Regions from separate parts of the Sus scrofa genome. Here regions 2, 3 and 4 are each linked to region 1. A link is a contact called in public HiChIP or PLAC-seq data. All regions are on one chromosome and are shown on one strand. Each heading gives the region's core, a stretch centred on a gene start, on an enhancer-like site or on the middle of the called end of the contact. The rest is flanking DNA. Distances are from core to core; before and after follow the strand shown. Region 1 has its middle 430 kb from the start of TCF4. Region 2 has its middle 56 kb from the start of TXNL1. Region 3 has its middle 160 kb from the start of TXNL1. Region 4 has its middle 160 kb from the start of TCF4.

What was found. HiChIP or PLAC-seq counts read pairs in DNA pulled down with a chosen protein or histone mark.
Region 2: a contact with region 1 is called in an H3K27ac HiChIP or PLAC-seq map of skeletal muscle, with 8 times the contacts expected there. The contact joins two enhancer-like sites. A contact is called at or near these places in 6 of 47 Hi-C or Micro-C datasets (fetal heart ventricle, fetal skeletal muscle, heart right ventricle and 2 more) and 1 of 2 datasets of contacts at active chromatin or transcription factors (skeletal muscle).
Region 3: a contact with region 1 is called in an H3K27ac HiChIP or PLAC-seq map of skeletal muscle, with 16 times the contacts expected there. The contact joins two enhancer-like sites. A contact is called at or near these places in 5 of 47 Hi-C or Micro-C datasets (fetal heart ventricle, heart right ventricle, retroperitoneal adipose tissue and 1 more) and 1 of 2 datasets of contacts at active chromatin or transcription factors (skeletal muscle).
Region 4: an H3K27ac HiChIP or PLAC-seq map of skeletal muscle shows a contact between it and region 1, with 7 times the contacts expected there. The contact joins two enhancer-like sites. A contact is called at or near these places in 1 of 47 Hi-C or Micro-C datasets (skeletal muscle) and 1 of 2 datasets of contacts at active chromatin or transcription factors (skeletal muscle).

What each region holds. Positions count from the first base shown.
Region 1 is chr1:105,507,113-105,510,737 of Sscrofa11.1, forward strand. No RefSeq gene overlaps it. Among named protein-coding and RNA genes, the nearest start is that of TCF4, 430 kb to the left of the region's middle. Within about 2 kb of position 1,694, at least 8 of the 83 cell types and tissues checked have an H3K27ac peak or open chromatin away from gene starts, as enhancers often do. A contact at or near this core is called in skeletal muscle, where this site is marked.
Region 2 is chr1:105,955,744-105,959,368 of Sscrofa11.1, forward strand. No RefSeq gene overlaps it. Among named protein-coding and RNA genes, the nearest start is that of TXNL1, 56 kb to the right of the region's middle. Within about 2 kb of position 1,573, at least 5 of the 83 cell types and tissues checked have an H3K27ac peak or open chromatin away from gene starts, as enhancers often do. A contact at or near this core is called in skeletal muscle, where this site is marked.
Region 3 is chr1:105,847,523-105,851,147 of Sscrofa11.1, forward strand. No RefSeq gene overlaps it. Among named protein-coding and RNA genes, the nearest start is that of TXNL1, 160 kb to the right of the region's middle. Within about 2 kb of position 1,924, at least 13 of the 83 cell types and tissues checked have an H3K27ac peak or open chromatin away from gene starts, as enhancers often do. A contact at or near this core is called in skeletal muscle, where this site is marked.
Region 4 is chr1:105,236,195-105,239,819 of Sscrofa11.1, forward strand. No RefSeq gene overlaps it. Among named protein-coding and RNA genes, the nearest start is that of TCF4, 160 kb to the left of the region's middle. Within about 2 kb of position 1,612, at least 32 of the 83 cell types and tissues checked have an H3K27ac peak or open chromatin away from gene starts, as enhancers often do. A contact at or near this core is called in skeletal muscle, where this site is marked.

The DNA of each region.
Region 1 (3,625 bases), core at 444-2,943:
AATCATAGAGAAAATCTCTAATAGAAGGGTAACATGAAGCATCAAATCTTATCCAACTATTTCACAATTAATCACAGCTATGTTAGGTGTCACTGGGGCTATATGCTCTAAATATGTCATTAAGTCTTTGCTCTGTGAAATGATGGCAGATAATTTATTTATTTCATATGTCATGGAGCAAACCATCATACCAGTCTTTCTTTTTAAATCTTTTTTTAAAATTCTCCATTTTACTTTATTTTATTTTTAGGCCACACCTGTGGTATATGGAAGTTTCCAGGCTAGAGGTCGAATCAGAGCTGCAGCCCAAGCCACAGCCACGCCAGATCAGAGCCGCATCTGCGATCTACGCAGCTTGTGGCAATGCCAGATCCTTAACCCAATGAGCGAGGCCAGGGATTGAACCTGCATCCTTATGGATACTAGTCAGGTTCTTAACCTGCTGAGCCACAACAGGAACTCCCATACCAGTCTTTCTAAGAGTCTTTTCCTGTTGTCTTCCCATCAGCTAAAATCTAGATGACACAGACATTGCCAGGGTTTTCTGGACAACAACAGAATCAAGTTTTTTTCTACATAGTTTTTCCTCCCAGAAAACACCTCACTTAGGTTTAACCCATCAGGGCTAATCTAACTATACTAAGAAGGGAACAATAACAGAAGTATCTCATTTGCTAACTTCTGCCCTCATTTGGTTCATTTTGAATACTTTATTAAAAATAAAATGTATTATCACCTCTTCATTTATCTTCCATATCCAGAAGGTTTGTCTGAAAGATTGATCTAATTCCGGACACTAAGGGAATATCACTTTGTTGGCCGATCCAGAGGGTCTTTCTGATGTCCTAACCCTGTGGTTTTAACTAGAGGTACATTTTCCAATACAGACTTTCCAAATGCAATTTCCTATCAGTGTGCGCAGAGAAACAATGCTGACAGTATTTCTACTCATCTTTTACTTTACGGAAAGGTGATTATGTAGCACATGACTAAGTTTAACCAAAGGGATGGGGAATCCAGTGGGGTAGAGGCCTTGGCCATGAGCATTCAGGAAGCTGGAGCAGCGCCACCTGAAGGAGTCAGGAGGCCAGTGGCCGGATGTGCACGGATCCCTGGGGGGGTGGGGGTGGGAGAAGCCAGAGCAGCTTAAATGGTCAAAGAATTAAATGTAAAGTGAGCTGCAAGGGTCAGATCTGGATTGAAGCCCAAATTCTGAGTCTCCGCATCCGTCCGGGGATAAACTTGGCTCCTAATCAGGGCTGACAATTAGGCCGTACAGTTAATATTTTTACAGCTGTTTTATTAATAACACATACAGTGCATCCAGCCAGGATTTGTTGGAGACACCTCAGGAAAACGAATGATGTAAATAACAGATGGATGTAGAATATTCCTACAAACAGGCATAAAGATATTCCCTTCTTGTTTAAAAAGAATTTAAATAGACAGATTGTAGATAAACAGGCAGACAGAAAGGGGGAGAGAGAGAGGATTTATGGTATTTGAGGTAGTGGCTGTATGCATTCTCATAGTAGAGACCATGGACATAAACACAGAAGCTTTCTATAGGGAAGGAGAGACTCGAAGGCTTGGCTTCCAGAAAAAATAAATTCCACAGTACAGGAGGCTGAGCATGGCAGCATGGGGGCTATTGGAAGCAGGTGTGCTATGTGGTTCCTCTAATACCTCCTCTGATATGCGTCTCAGGTCCAGAGACCACTCATGTGGCTTGCCTGGCCATACCCCAGCCTAGCCTCAATACACAGGGTGGCCCAGGGCCTCTGTCCTCCCCTCTTTCTACATCTGTCAATCTCCTATCTGAAGACCCCATGCCTGCTCACCCATTTTGCCTCTGAACTGGGAGCCGTGATATTTCCATCTGAAAAGAGAAATAAAAAATTCAGGATCTTCATGTCTTTTGTTTTCACTCCTACTATTTTTTTTTGTACTGCTTTTTCATGTGCCTGCTGCACTGTGCTCCTACCATACTTTGCAACCAGATGGCTCAGGAATGAAGAACAAAGGCCACTAAAAAGTGGGCGGGGAGAAAAGGAGAAAGAAGCAGAGAGCTGAAAGTCAAGGCGAAACCAGAGATCGGAGCAAAGCTCAAATGCTTTAATCACTGATGACTTTTTGTTGAATTATGAGCCTAGAACAGATATTCTTCTTGGTGATCCTGTGCATGGGGGAGTGTATGTCTGTGTGTGTGTGTCAGTGTCTGTGTCACACACTTATACATCCCTGGTCCTTTATTTCACTGATAGGGAATCAAAGCCAGAATCCTATTTTCTTTGGTCCATCTCCATGTTTCCTGACTCAAATCAAATGAGGTGTGAGACACCTTTACCCAGAGGGAGATTGCTGAGCATTGATGTGGGCACAGGGAGTGAATCCTGGCACCTGGAGGGAGAGTTGTGGTGAGTTCAAAGGGCTCAGGAGCTGTGAGACCTGCCATTTCACAGCCTGGTGACTTTAGGCAAGTCACTTCCCTTCTCTCACTCTTAGTTTCCTTCTCAGGAAATACCGTCCTTGAAGGGATGTTGTGAGTGTTAAATGTGCTAATATAGGTGAAACACCTTGAAAATTAGAATTCTAAGCACCCAATGAAAAGATTGTGGTTATCCTGGAGTATTGCAACTTCTCCCAAAGCTAAAAGTGGTAAGAGTGTCTTCAGTGCTTTTCTGTGACCTTCTGCACTCTTGAGTTTTACACTGCACTTAGATCCCTACCTAAGCTGCCTACCTCTCCAGATTATGCCCTACACTATCAAGCTTTCCCTTGACCCCCTCAGTGGAACTTAATGTTTGTGTACATTGGAATGTTGTTAGATTATAGGGTGACCCAATTGTGACTTAGGCTATTAATTACTTTGTATGTGAGCCACAGAAATATTTCATTTTTAATCAGGAATTTCTGTAGATACAGTGCTTCAAAGCAAAAGGAATGACTATCTAATGGTAAAATTTAATGCAGGTTGAGGAAACTCAATAGCTTTAGGAGGGAAACATTTGTTATTCTCCTAGTATGAGCTACACACAAAATCCTATTCTGCATCCTTGTAAGGCCAGGCCAGCATCTATGATTTGTGGGAATATCAATTAGGAAAGAAGGAAGACTTCATGTGGGATTTATAAGTACTTCTGCTAAAGCCTTACATATCCCTTTCTACCCTCCAGATAAGCTAAAGTTTTCTTCTCACTATAGTATGTATAGTTATACTCCTCTTTCCAGACCCAGACAGGGTGAGGATGCTTGTGAAAACGTGTGACTTCATATTTTTTCATTTCATATGAAATTGTATCTACGGCTTTTGCTTCTCTGATATCATGGGAGACAGTGAGGGGAATTCAGGTTCCAGATGAGCAAAATGAAATATAAAGCGAATGACTGACTCCCTCATCTTCCAAGGCCAAGGAGGTATTGGGAGTGCACAACGCACCTTTCCTAGTCAAGAAGATGGGGGTTTCATCCTTCACATGGGAATCCAGGCAGAGTCCTGTATCATGGGCCACCCATCTGTATCATGGGTTGAGTGGCTAACTCATGGCTCAGAATCTCACATGTTTGGCAAAAAATTGTAAGAAAAATTAGGGAGGGCTTGCAAGTCAGCGACCTTCCTGCCAAC
Region 2 (3,625 bases), core at 323-2,822, 450 kb after region 1:
GGCCAGCCATACTCTGGGGCTTATCCTCTTGGCAGAAAAGGCAACTGTTACAAGGTCAAACAAGGGCTTATTTCCTCCCCTTCAGGCCAGCTGAGGCCTTCCAACCCCAGACTAACTTTTATTCTTCTAGTTTAGCCCACAGACATTGTTCCCTAATAAAATGCAACCTATTGGGAGGATTGCCACTTAAATTACCCCAAGATTTACTTTTTAAAGACTGAGTCAAGATCAGCTTTTGCAGAGTTCCCATTGTGGCTCAGCAGGTCAAGAACCTGACTAGTACCCATGATGATGCAGGTTCAATCCCTAGCCTCGCTCAGTGGGTTAAGGATACGGCGTTGCTGCAAGCTGGATTGCAGGTGGGGCTTGGATCTTGTGTTGCTGTGGCTGTGGTGTAGGCCTGCGATTTGACCCCTAGCCTGGGAACTTCCATTCGCCTCAGGTGTGGTCCTAAAATGAGAAAAGATCAACTTTTGGTTAAAAGAGGACAAGGGATGAAGAAGACAGGGGAATCAGAGGCTGGCAGCACAAAAGTTGAATAGTTCCTTCTTGCCGGTATTTCCCAGGCAGAGTCCCACAAACAGGCACAACCATCACCATTCCCCTATGGGGCTTCAAAAACCCAATTTTCCTTGATTAGGTACTGCGAACATTTATTTCTTTTACCTATGCACACATTCTCAACTTTTTTCCTGCTGCTTTCTTGCTGGTTAAATGATGGACATCACTGAGTGTGGACCTGTGGCTCTGACACTCTTGGAGGCCACTTAATCCCACGTGCCACCACAAATAGAGATTCTCTCTGGGCCCCTAAGGATCTCTGTCGATCCTTAAATCTTTCCAGGGATGAGGACCTCACTGTTTCTCTAAGGCGCTGTGTTTAGATGGTGGGCTACTTTATTTTTAGGAAGTTCTTCCTTATATTGAATCGAATTCTCTCTTTCTAAACTTCAACTCATCACATCTAGTCTTCTGCAATTACTTCAATGGGTTGATCTCAAAGTCTCAAGTCAAAACTTCTCAGCTGATCAGCAAGGCCCTCCTCCTTTACTGTTTCTTTCACTGGCCTAGTTTTATGCAAAATCCTTGCATAATTGCATGAATTCTTGGTGACTGCACAGGTGACATGCCCATTCCTATTTCAAAAGGCAAGGAGTAGTTCCCGAAGTGGAGCAGCGTAAATGAATCCGACTAGGAACCATGAGGTTGCGAGTTTGATCCCTGGTCTCGTTGCCGTGAGCTGTGGTGTAGGTCGCAGATGAGCTCAGTTCTGGCGTGGCTGTGGCGGGAGCTAACCTTAGTACAGGGCAGTTTTCAGTGCAGCTCCACGTGGCATAAGATTTCCCTGGAGACATTCCTGGAGCTTTAAAAGGATCATTTCCCAGATTTGATAACAGATCACATTTTCTAATAGTTTCTAATATCTTACTTAAAATTAACCCACAGTGAATATTTTGACACAAACCCCCGAAGGAAATTACTTCCTATCCAAATTAACTACAGAATCAGGAAAAACTTTAAAAGGTTCTGTAACCCACTCTACTTAGGAGGGATGGGTTAGTATATTTCATCGGGCTGTTCCTGACATCTAGTGGTGAGGTCTGGAAGTGCTCAGAGTACTCAGAGCTGCTGACAAGGTGGGGGACATTCCTAACCTTAGTTAACATCTGCTCTTTGAATATTTATAGTTGTAAAAGTGTAAACTGAATATATTTTCCCATCCTCTATAATAATATACTCATCTTTGTTTTAGGCATCTTTCCTGCTTTATATGTTTTATATCTGGGCTTATTTTAAAATTGATGAAATTTAATTTTTTAGATTTTGAAAAAAAAATCCTCGAGGGGAAAAAAAGGGCATTTTGGATAAGCATAAATAATTGCATTTTGATCTGGAAACATACTATAAAAATGTTTTGCAGAAATGAATTCATCTTCAAATGTGGTTTTTAGACTGGATTCCTGTGAAATCTGAGTCATTTATAGCTAACCTTGAATGTATTGTTATTCACAATTAGAAGTAGATAAATTTCACAGGCAGAGAAGCTGACAAGTCTTTAAGACTTCACACTTAGTTTTGCAGGAAGAGCTGAAGTTAATTAGAAGTGATTATACATACATTGCATGTGTGTGTGCACTTGTGTTGTTGCACACAAGCACCGCAAAGGCCTTGGGAAGGTTGCATTTTTTTGTGTGTTTTAAAAATAAACATAATCTCCTTCCCATGTGTTGCTATAAGCCCAGTAAATCTAGGAAGCTCAGCAGGATTGAACAAGGTCATTTCTTGTCAGGACTCCAAGGGGGAGCAGGAAGCAACCCCGTGCATCAGATGCTGGCATTCTAATCCCTGCTCAGCACCGGATTCCCGGGCATGGGGGAGCCGCTGTGCCAGCTCTGACACGCTGGCAGACTGCTGCTTTGCAGTGAGCATAGGCGGAATCAGAACTGTGGCTCTCTCCCGACGGTGCACCTTGTAAGATGGCAATACATCCCTGTCCTGATAATAAAGGCAAAATTCCAACCGAGTCTGCTCACTGGGTTCTGGTAAACAGGAAAGTAATTGTAAAAGGTATATCCAATCGCTACCTCAAAAAAATCAAAGCGGCTTTATTGATTAGTTCTGGGGTTTGGGGGGTGGGGAGGTTAAATGTATATATTTAATGTATTCTTAAATAAGCATAATATACAATTTATTTAATTCCAGGGCAAAGCCCTTTACCAGTCAGCTGGTGCAGAGATCCTGGATGGGCCATAGGGTGTCGTCTATTTTGGGTGGGTCAGGTCGGGGGTCTGGGGGTGAAGGGTGGAGCTTGATGCTGGCATCTTTGGGGAAAACAGGTCTGGTGCCTGGGTCAGCAGGTGGGGCAGGCCTAGCACTTGAAGTCACAGAGACCAACTCAAAGCTAAGAAGAGCCTAGAGCCTAGGCCTGAAAATTCTATCTGAATTATGGTTTGCCACTGGGGTGACCAGCATGCTGTGTCCATGGGAGCTGCCTTGAGATTGGGGCCATGGGGGCTGGCTTAGCACAGGGGTGGAATAAATGCCTATATTCCTGGCACTTAGCCAGGTGCTGGGCTGGGCTGGGCTGGGAGCATGAGTTCACAGGAGCCAGTCACCACCAGGGTTGGCCAGGAGCCTGGGGTCCTGGGAGCCCATTGGGTGCCTGGGACTACCCAAGTCAGAGGGCGCTGAGATGGATGGGAGCCTAGGGGTGTTAGAGCCCACTGGGAACTGTGGGCCACAGGAGCTGCCTGGGGCTGCTAGAGTCAGGAGGTACAAGGGTGAACTAACAGCCTAGGTTCATGGGAGCCCACAGGGCTCCCTGGCACCATGGGAGTTGGCCTGGTGCTGGGGCAGGCTGGCTGTGGGGTCCATGCACTCGCCACATTCTCCTCCTCCTGCAGGGAGAGTGTCTCTCTTCACACTGGGCTACCCAGGCTTAGCGGAAAGAAGAGAAAGGTAGCATGAATCTCTTTCCTGTCCACCTCAGCGCATCTTTTCCTAGGTTTGTGCCTCACCCAGGCTCTGTAATCCCTCACCTGGATTCCCTGGCTCTTGTGAAGGTATTTTTGAGTGTGGATAGTTGTCAAATAGATGTTGGGAGAGAGCACTAGAAATTCCTATA
Region 3 (3,625 bases), core at 674-3,173, 340 kb after region 1:
GACCAGGTTCACACCAGCCACTGCCAAGTTCAGAGGACCAGAATGTTCCCCTGCTGAAAGCAGAGAAAAAAAATGCATCTTATCCCATCCTTAAAGACTTAGAGAATGAACAGCCACCACTTTGCATTTCTCTTTACCTCCAGTTGGGCTCTCTGCCCCACCATAAGTAGCTGATGAGCCATCACTCAGCTTGAACAGAAAAGGCTCCAAGTTCTTCAGCCCCTTTGCACCATGTTCATTCAACACATACTGTTCCTTCCAAACACCAGCCCCAGACCCACTGTTGGGAGCTTGGTGGCAGGAATCAGGGCAGAATGAGGCACATTTGACTGAGTGTCAACTCAGAAAACAATGTGTAAAAGGGATGTTTTGCCATCTGCAGTATAAGAGGATAGAAGAATCTCTTTATCAAAATCTCTGTTTAACGAAGAATGAATCACGTTGCCCAGGTGGTCTTGCACAAGTGCTCTGATGTATAGAAAGGAATCTGCTTGAATGAACCAGCAGCAATTCATAAATCACAAGGACTTGCAAAATCCCCATAGAACAAAGCAATAAATAAATAAACCTATGGGTAGGGGCTGTGGGAATCCCGCTTTCTCTCACTAAAATTACCCTGGCTTAACTATTTTATTTCAGTAATTTGGTCACTGATATATAGGTTAAGGACTTACCAAATGACATGAGGATGCCTTTTTTTTTTTGCTTTTTTGGGCCACACCCGCAGCATATGAAGGTTCCCAGGCTAGGGGTCAAATCAGAGTTACAACTGCCAACCTATACCACAGCCACAGCAACGCAGGATCTGAACTGTGTCTGCAACCTACACCACCACAGCTCAGGGCAACTCTGGATCCACAACCCACTGAGCCAGGCCAGGGATCAAACCCACATCCTCATAGTTATTAGTTGGGTTCGTTACCACTGAGCCACAACAGGAACTCCCATGAGGATGTATTTTTACATAAACTTTCTTAAAAGAGTTGTGTGTTTCTACAGATACTTTGATTTGTTTAAGAGTTATTTGCTAGGTTGCAGTTTAGGAATTATATGGTGTCTTTGTGGAGTCGGACAGCAGTTTTCTTTGGGACATCAGATGAGATGCTTTCTGTGTTAGGCAAGAATTACCTAAACTGGTGGGCGTAGCTGCAGTAGCTTTCCATCTGCTCATGGCAAAGCCTCCTTGAACCAGGACTTACTAGAAGGAGGGCTGTGCTTATTTGCTTTGATGTATTATGGGTAGAGCCAAGCCCTACACCATGTACACATGGTACTTAATAAGTACAGACTGTTCAGAGTTTAAATGGATTGAAACTGAACAGAAAGGAAGAGCAGAAACTGATCAGCGCGGATTTGGCTTATTTTGAGAAAACCACATGTATCTGATTTAGTGCGGTCCAAATTGATATGCTCCAACTTGTTCACACACAAGACCTGAGAAGCTGGTCTCCCACCTCCCCGAGAGAAATCAAGGTAGAGATTCTGATGGCTTCCCTGCCAGTAAAGGAAACTTAAACAGAGCTTAAACAGGGGAAGAACTGATGTCGCTAAAACACCAGACTGACAGCCCGGGTACTTCCTTGCCACCTGGCCATTATAATACCCTCAGAGCTTCTGTCACTGTCATGCTTACTTTCCACTCCATAAAATGGAGTGCTAGAAACAGATACTAGGGGAGCAGCTTGCCTCCAGTGCCCTGCTATGTGACAGTTTCCTGCATAGGACTTTTATTCTTATTTGGCACTTGAACTTCGAAATGACTCAGTGATTCATGCTTTGCTGCTGCACGTGATAATTGCCTTGGCAGAAAAGGATGTCTTTGTTCTTGCCCACTCACCTTTTGTATGGAGTTTCCCACTCCTGTTCCCTTATTTATGACTTGTTGATGTTCATCTATTTTTAGCAAGTGTTTTGCTAATATCCAAGGAGTCATCAAAGATGCAGCTGCTTGGTCCCTACAGGAAACTCCGCTTCAGGGGGTTAGTGCTACTCTATAAGGATCTGTTCTCGAACATTCCTCTGCATGATGATGAGAAAGGCACTTCTTGATTTTTAAATTAGCTGGCTAATGCCTCTATCTTTTCTCTTCCCTTTTGGAGCTCGATGAACTCATATGTTATTCTTGGTTGGTTGTCAAACGAGCGAGGATGTTTTTCTGATCATCTTTATGTGGAGTTATATTTGGCTGGGTTTTTTCCTCCCTTTTCAGAGACTCCTTTCTTCATGGTGGGACATGTGACCTTGTTTTTACGTTTTCTGTGTCCCAGGCTAGGAAACTTGTGATTGTCCTTTCCTGTTCCTTCTTGAGTCACTGGTTTGTGTTACAAATGCCTGGCTCACTTCCTCCGAGTCCTTAGAAAGGGGTTTCTCCAAAACAACCCCACGGCTGCCTCTCTGTCATTGTGTGGATGTGGCAGCAGAAGCCATGACAAAGTCCATCCTTCTCCAGTAGCAACCCAATCTGGGTAACAGACAGTGTACTCAAAATGCTCTATTTTATTTCATTTCATTTCATTTTGCTTTTTAGGGCTGCACCCTCAATATATGAAGGTTCCCCGGCTAGGGGTCGAATCAGAGCTGTAGCTGCTGACCTACACCACAGCCACAGCAACTCAGGATCTGCTGTGATCTGTGACCTACACCACAGATCACAGCAACACCAGATCCAGTAGGGCCAGGGACTGAACCCGCATCCTCATGGATACTAGTCAGTTTCATTTCCACTGAACTACAACAGGAACTCCCAAAATGCTCTATTTTAAAGTGATCTTATTGTAAGACAAGCCACTGTGAAGTTCTCACTGCAGTCCAAGTGGGTCTTTGCAGGAAAAGAGGATATCCAGCAGTAACTCCCCATAAGGCTTCATGGGTCATCCATCGACCCATTTCTTTCTTTTTTTTTTTAATAATGATTTTTATTTTTTCCATTATAGCTGGTTTACAGTGTTCTGTCAATTTTCTACTGTATATCAAGGTGACCCAGTTACACATACATGTATACATTCTTTTTTCTCATATTATCATGCTCCATCATAAGTGACCAGGTATAGTTTCCAGTGCTATACAGAAGGATTTCATTGCTTATCCATTCCCAAGGCAATAGTTTGCATCTATTAACCCCAAATTCCCAGTCCATCCCACTCCCTCCCCCGCCCCCTTGGCAACCACAAGTCTGTTCTCCATGCCCATGATTTTCTTTTCTGTGGAAAGCTTCATTTGTGCCATATATTAGATTCCAAATATAAGTGATATCATATGGTATTTGTCTTTCTCTTTCTGACTTACTTCACTTAGTATGAGAGTCTCTAGTTCCATCCATGTTGCTGCAAATGGCATTATTTTGTTCTTTTTTATGGCTGAGTGGTATTCCATTGTGTATGTATACCACATCTTCTTAATCCATTCATCTGCATCAACCCTTTTCTATTCTTCCTTAAAAACATAAAATATTTCTTCTGCATTGGTCTGGGCTTTCAAAAATCAGGAGGGAAAACAAAAATCACCCTTAAAGAAAGAAAGAAATATATAAATAAATCTTAAAGAAAGAAAGAAGAGAATTTTGGAATCAATTTCACAAGTTTTTTTGAAACTGATATGAATCTACGAGAGGAGGAATAGTAAACAT
Region 4 (3,625 bases), core at 362-2,861, 270 kb before region 1:
ATTCTGCTCCTATCTAGTTATAAAAGCCCTCAGGCAATTTGCTTTGGGCTCTCTACAGGTTTCTGCTCTGTAAAAGGATTGGATTAAAACTCATACCCTTTTTCTCAAGTTGTGGAAACAATTCAATGAGATAATGCAAGTAAAGTTTTGGATAGATAGGTGCCTGGGGAAATATATTCCACCCCTATCTCTTCTTCGTAGGTTGGTATTTTATCTATCTAAAAGGCACAGAAACTAAAGGTTTTCTTGACCTTTTTTTTCTCCAGGGCACTAAATTCCTATTTCCTAACATTTTTCTAACAGACCTTATTTTCCCATCATGTACTTATTGCAACTTCTCCATTCCACATCATGTTAGAAACGGAACCTAACAGGGTTCGATAAAGCCAGTAACAAATTTCTTTTCCTTCTCCCTTTCCACTTAGCCCTCTCCCCCCAAAAAACCCTCCCCCCAAACAGCCCCCCCCCACCAAAAAAACTTCAAGAGTGACAGAGGAACAAGGCCCTCAAAGTTATCAATTAAATAATCTTCATCTTATGGTCAAAGAAAGAATGTTTCTTTGGGTTAAGAGAGTAGCTTAAAAATAAGGGGGAAAAAGGGTGTCTTTCCTTACTTCGTATTCATCAGCAGCATCCTTGGATTCCCTTTGTTTGCACAAGCGCAAGGTGCTGTGGGGCCCTTTAACACCTGCTTGGGTTCTTGTGAAAGCCTGTCTGATATCAAACATTCTGGATCACAGAGATGTTCATAGTGAATATGATACAATGAGCATGGGAAACGAAATATTTCCCATCCAGTAATATTTAATGTAAATGCTTTTAATAACTTGCTTATAAGGAATTCTTCTTGGTGGTTAAAACCAAGGAATTAGGGATCTAAGATACAACAACCAGAAAGAGAGTTGAAGCACTCCCTTCACGAGCTTCAGAAATATGAATTCTGTGTTCAGAAAACTTCCCACACTCTGGTTAATACATCCTCTGATTTAGAAAATGCCAGCAGCCCTGGCAGTTTCTGATGATGGATAATTTTTCCCCCCTTCAGGGCTCCAGACAGTTGGTGCTTAAGTGTCTACAATTTAAAGTTTTACATGTCTTCCTTGGGCTGTCATATGTTTACCTATCCCGTCCAGGACATCTCTCTAAATAATCTCTGAGTGGAGAATAACGATCCTTTCCTAGGAGATTTATCCGAGAAGGAACGTGCGCGGGGCCCTTCAAATTCCGAGGCTCAGATTTCGTTCCTGGCAGGTCAGATGGTGCGGTCTGTGGGCCCGAGGGATGCGCACAGCTGTCCCTACAAGAGGCACGGAGCACAGGTGCTCGGCCTCCCGCCGCTGAAGTCTCAGGGAAACTGCTGCACTGACATGTGAGTCGCAGGCAGTTTAACCTCGGATGCTCGACCCCTGAGGGCAAAAGAAAAAGTCTGAACCACCTACAGGGCTTCTGTCGCGATTAAAGCCCCTGTCCCTCTGCCGCCAGCCCTCCATCCACGCCGACATAGAGTCTTGGATTTGGATCTCGCTATACGAGCCTCCGCTGGCTACATCTCCATTATTTTCGCTGCGCGCGGTCCGGACCGGCTCGGCGGCGGAGGCCGAGCCTGTTTCGCTGGCCGGGGGGGCGTCCCTGTCCCCTGGCGGGCCACTGTAACTGCAGCCCTTTGGCCTGCGGTGGGCGTGCCCTCGTGCGCTCTTGCGGCGCCGCTATCTCTGTCGCCGACCGAGCGCCACGAGATCTTCCAACAAGTCGGGCTTGGAGCGCGCTCCTCGCGGTAGCCGCGCCGCCTCGGCGCGCCCGGCCGACCCTCCCGGAGCCAACCGCCCTGCGTTGTCGCCGCCGGCCTTGCCACGCGGTGCCTCCGCTCGGGCGCCAAGCGGCAGCTGCCTCGCCCGGCCTTATAGCTGATCATACTGCAGCGCGACACAGGGCCCCAAAAGGCGTCGTCTCCTCGGCTGCCCCGTGGTTTCTTTGCGGTTCAGCCTCCTTAACCTGGGGAGAAAGCCACATTTGATGGGATCTTTGATCAATCCTAGCGTTTCCTCCAGGTGTTTAGCTACCTCAGTTTTTCATTATTCTGCATTCCCTTTTGATTCAGTCATCTTTCCTCTTTTGGGTTGTGGGTTCTTCAAAGTTTAGACCTGGAATATTAAAACAACGTTATTTACAGTTTTATAATGGGGGCAAGGGCAAGCATGGGGAATTGGATGCTGAGTGGGTTTTTAATTTACAGACAAAAATCGTTTCACTGCCTGACTCAGGCTCTTAATTGTCCTCTCTGAACCTCAACTACTTCATCTATTAAAGTAAAATTTAAAACAGTTTTATCTCACCTGCCTTAAAGTAGAGGTTTGGTTAGATGACCTCATGAAGGGATCTTCCAGAGCTAGGATCTCTAAAAGATTTTGTGATCTGTAGTTTCAAAAGTTAAGATTAGAACTGTATCATTTCTTGAAAGTAGTGAGTGAAGAGCATTTTCTGTGCATCAAGTGTCAGAAGCAGGGGCTCTTTTTTCTCCCCCTCTCACCAGTTGGGGCAGGCTAGGGCTCTCTACACTCTGAATGTCACTGTCACAAACACACACTCCTGGAGTAGAGCTGGGGATTATTTAGTCCTTTAGGATTCTTTATACCATTGATTCTCTCCACTCATACTGATAATACAACAGTTAACTATATATTTAGAGTTTCTCCTCCTTGTCTCATGTTTTCAGAGAGAGAAGGGGGTGGGGAGAGAGGCTATTTCTCTTCTTTAAAATTAAAAAAAAAAAAATCAATCCCATTGATTAATGTAGAAAGTCAAAGACCCAAATCCCTTCCATTACTCTCCACTGTGATTAAAACTGAAGTGTTCTGAAAAATGTCATTTCAAATTGCAAGGAAGCAGAATCTCTCTTTCTCTCTGTCTCCCCTTCCCGATTTCTCTCTCTCTCTCTCTCTCTCTCTCTCTCTCTCTTTTTAAGGGAGACATAGAGATGTGCCCTTATGCTTTTTGATTCAGGAGTTTAAGAGGCCACAACTCAGAGCCAGCTGAGTTGACTGACCGCTGATTTTAGGTGTGCCCAAAGTGAGACAGTGCAGAGCCTTCCAGAAAAATCTAGAATATTACCTGTGTGTTTACATCGCTAAATTATTTCAGATATGTTGTTTTGACCCACCCTTTCCCTGGGATACAAGAGCCAACCTTCTCTGAGAGGGGGAGAAAAAGAAGGAAGATGTGTGAGCTCCCCCTGGTGCTCTTCTGTATTCAGGCGGATTGAAAAGAATTTCAGGGAAACAGGTCTACACGAGCAGAAGGGAAAATAAATTATCTGGATTATTTCTTTGTAAAAGGCCACTTCTGTGCTGCCAGGCAGGTTTCTGTTCAAGGTCTCTATGCTTGGATTCTTTATTTCACCTTGTCCATATAGACCTGGCTTTATTAGCTAATGTCACTTCTGTCAAGAGGTGGAGGAGAAATCTATGCCTTGTCAGAGAACATGCTGACAAAGCAAAATCTGAAGTGGGGATTTGCAGCTGCCCTGTGGCTGGGATTACTCCTGGAATCAAATTGGATTACTTTTTGTCTAGCATTGTTCTCATTGTTAGTCTACAGTTATTCATTTCACTGAATCATTTTCACACAC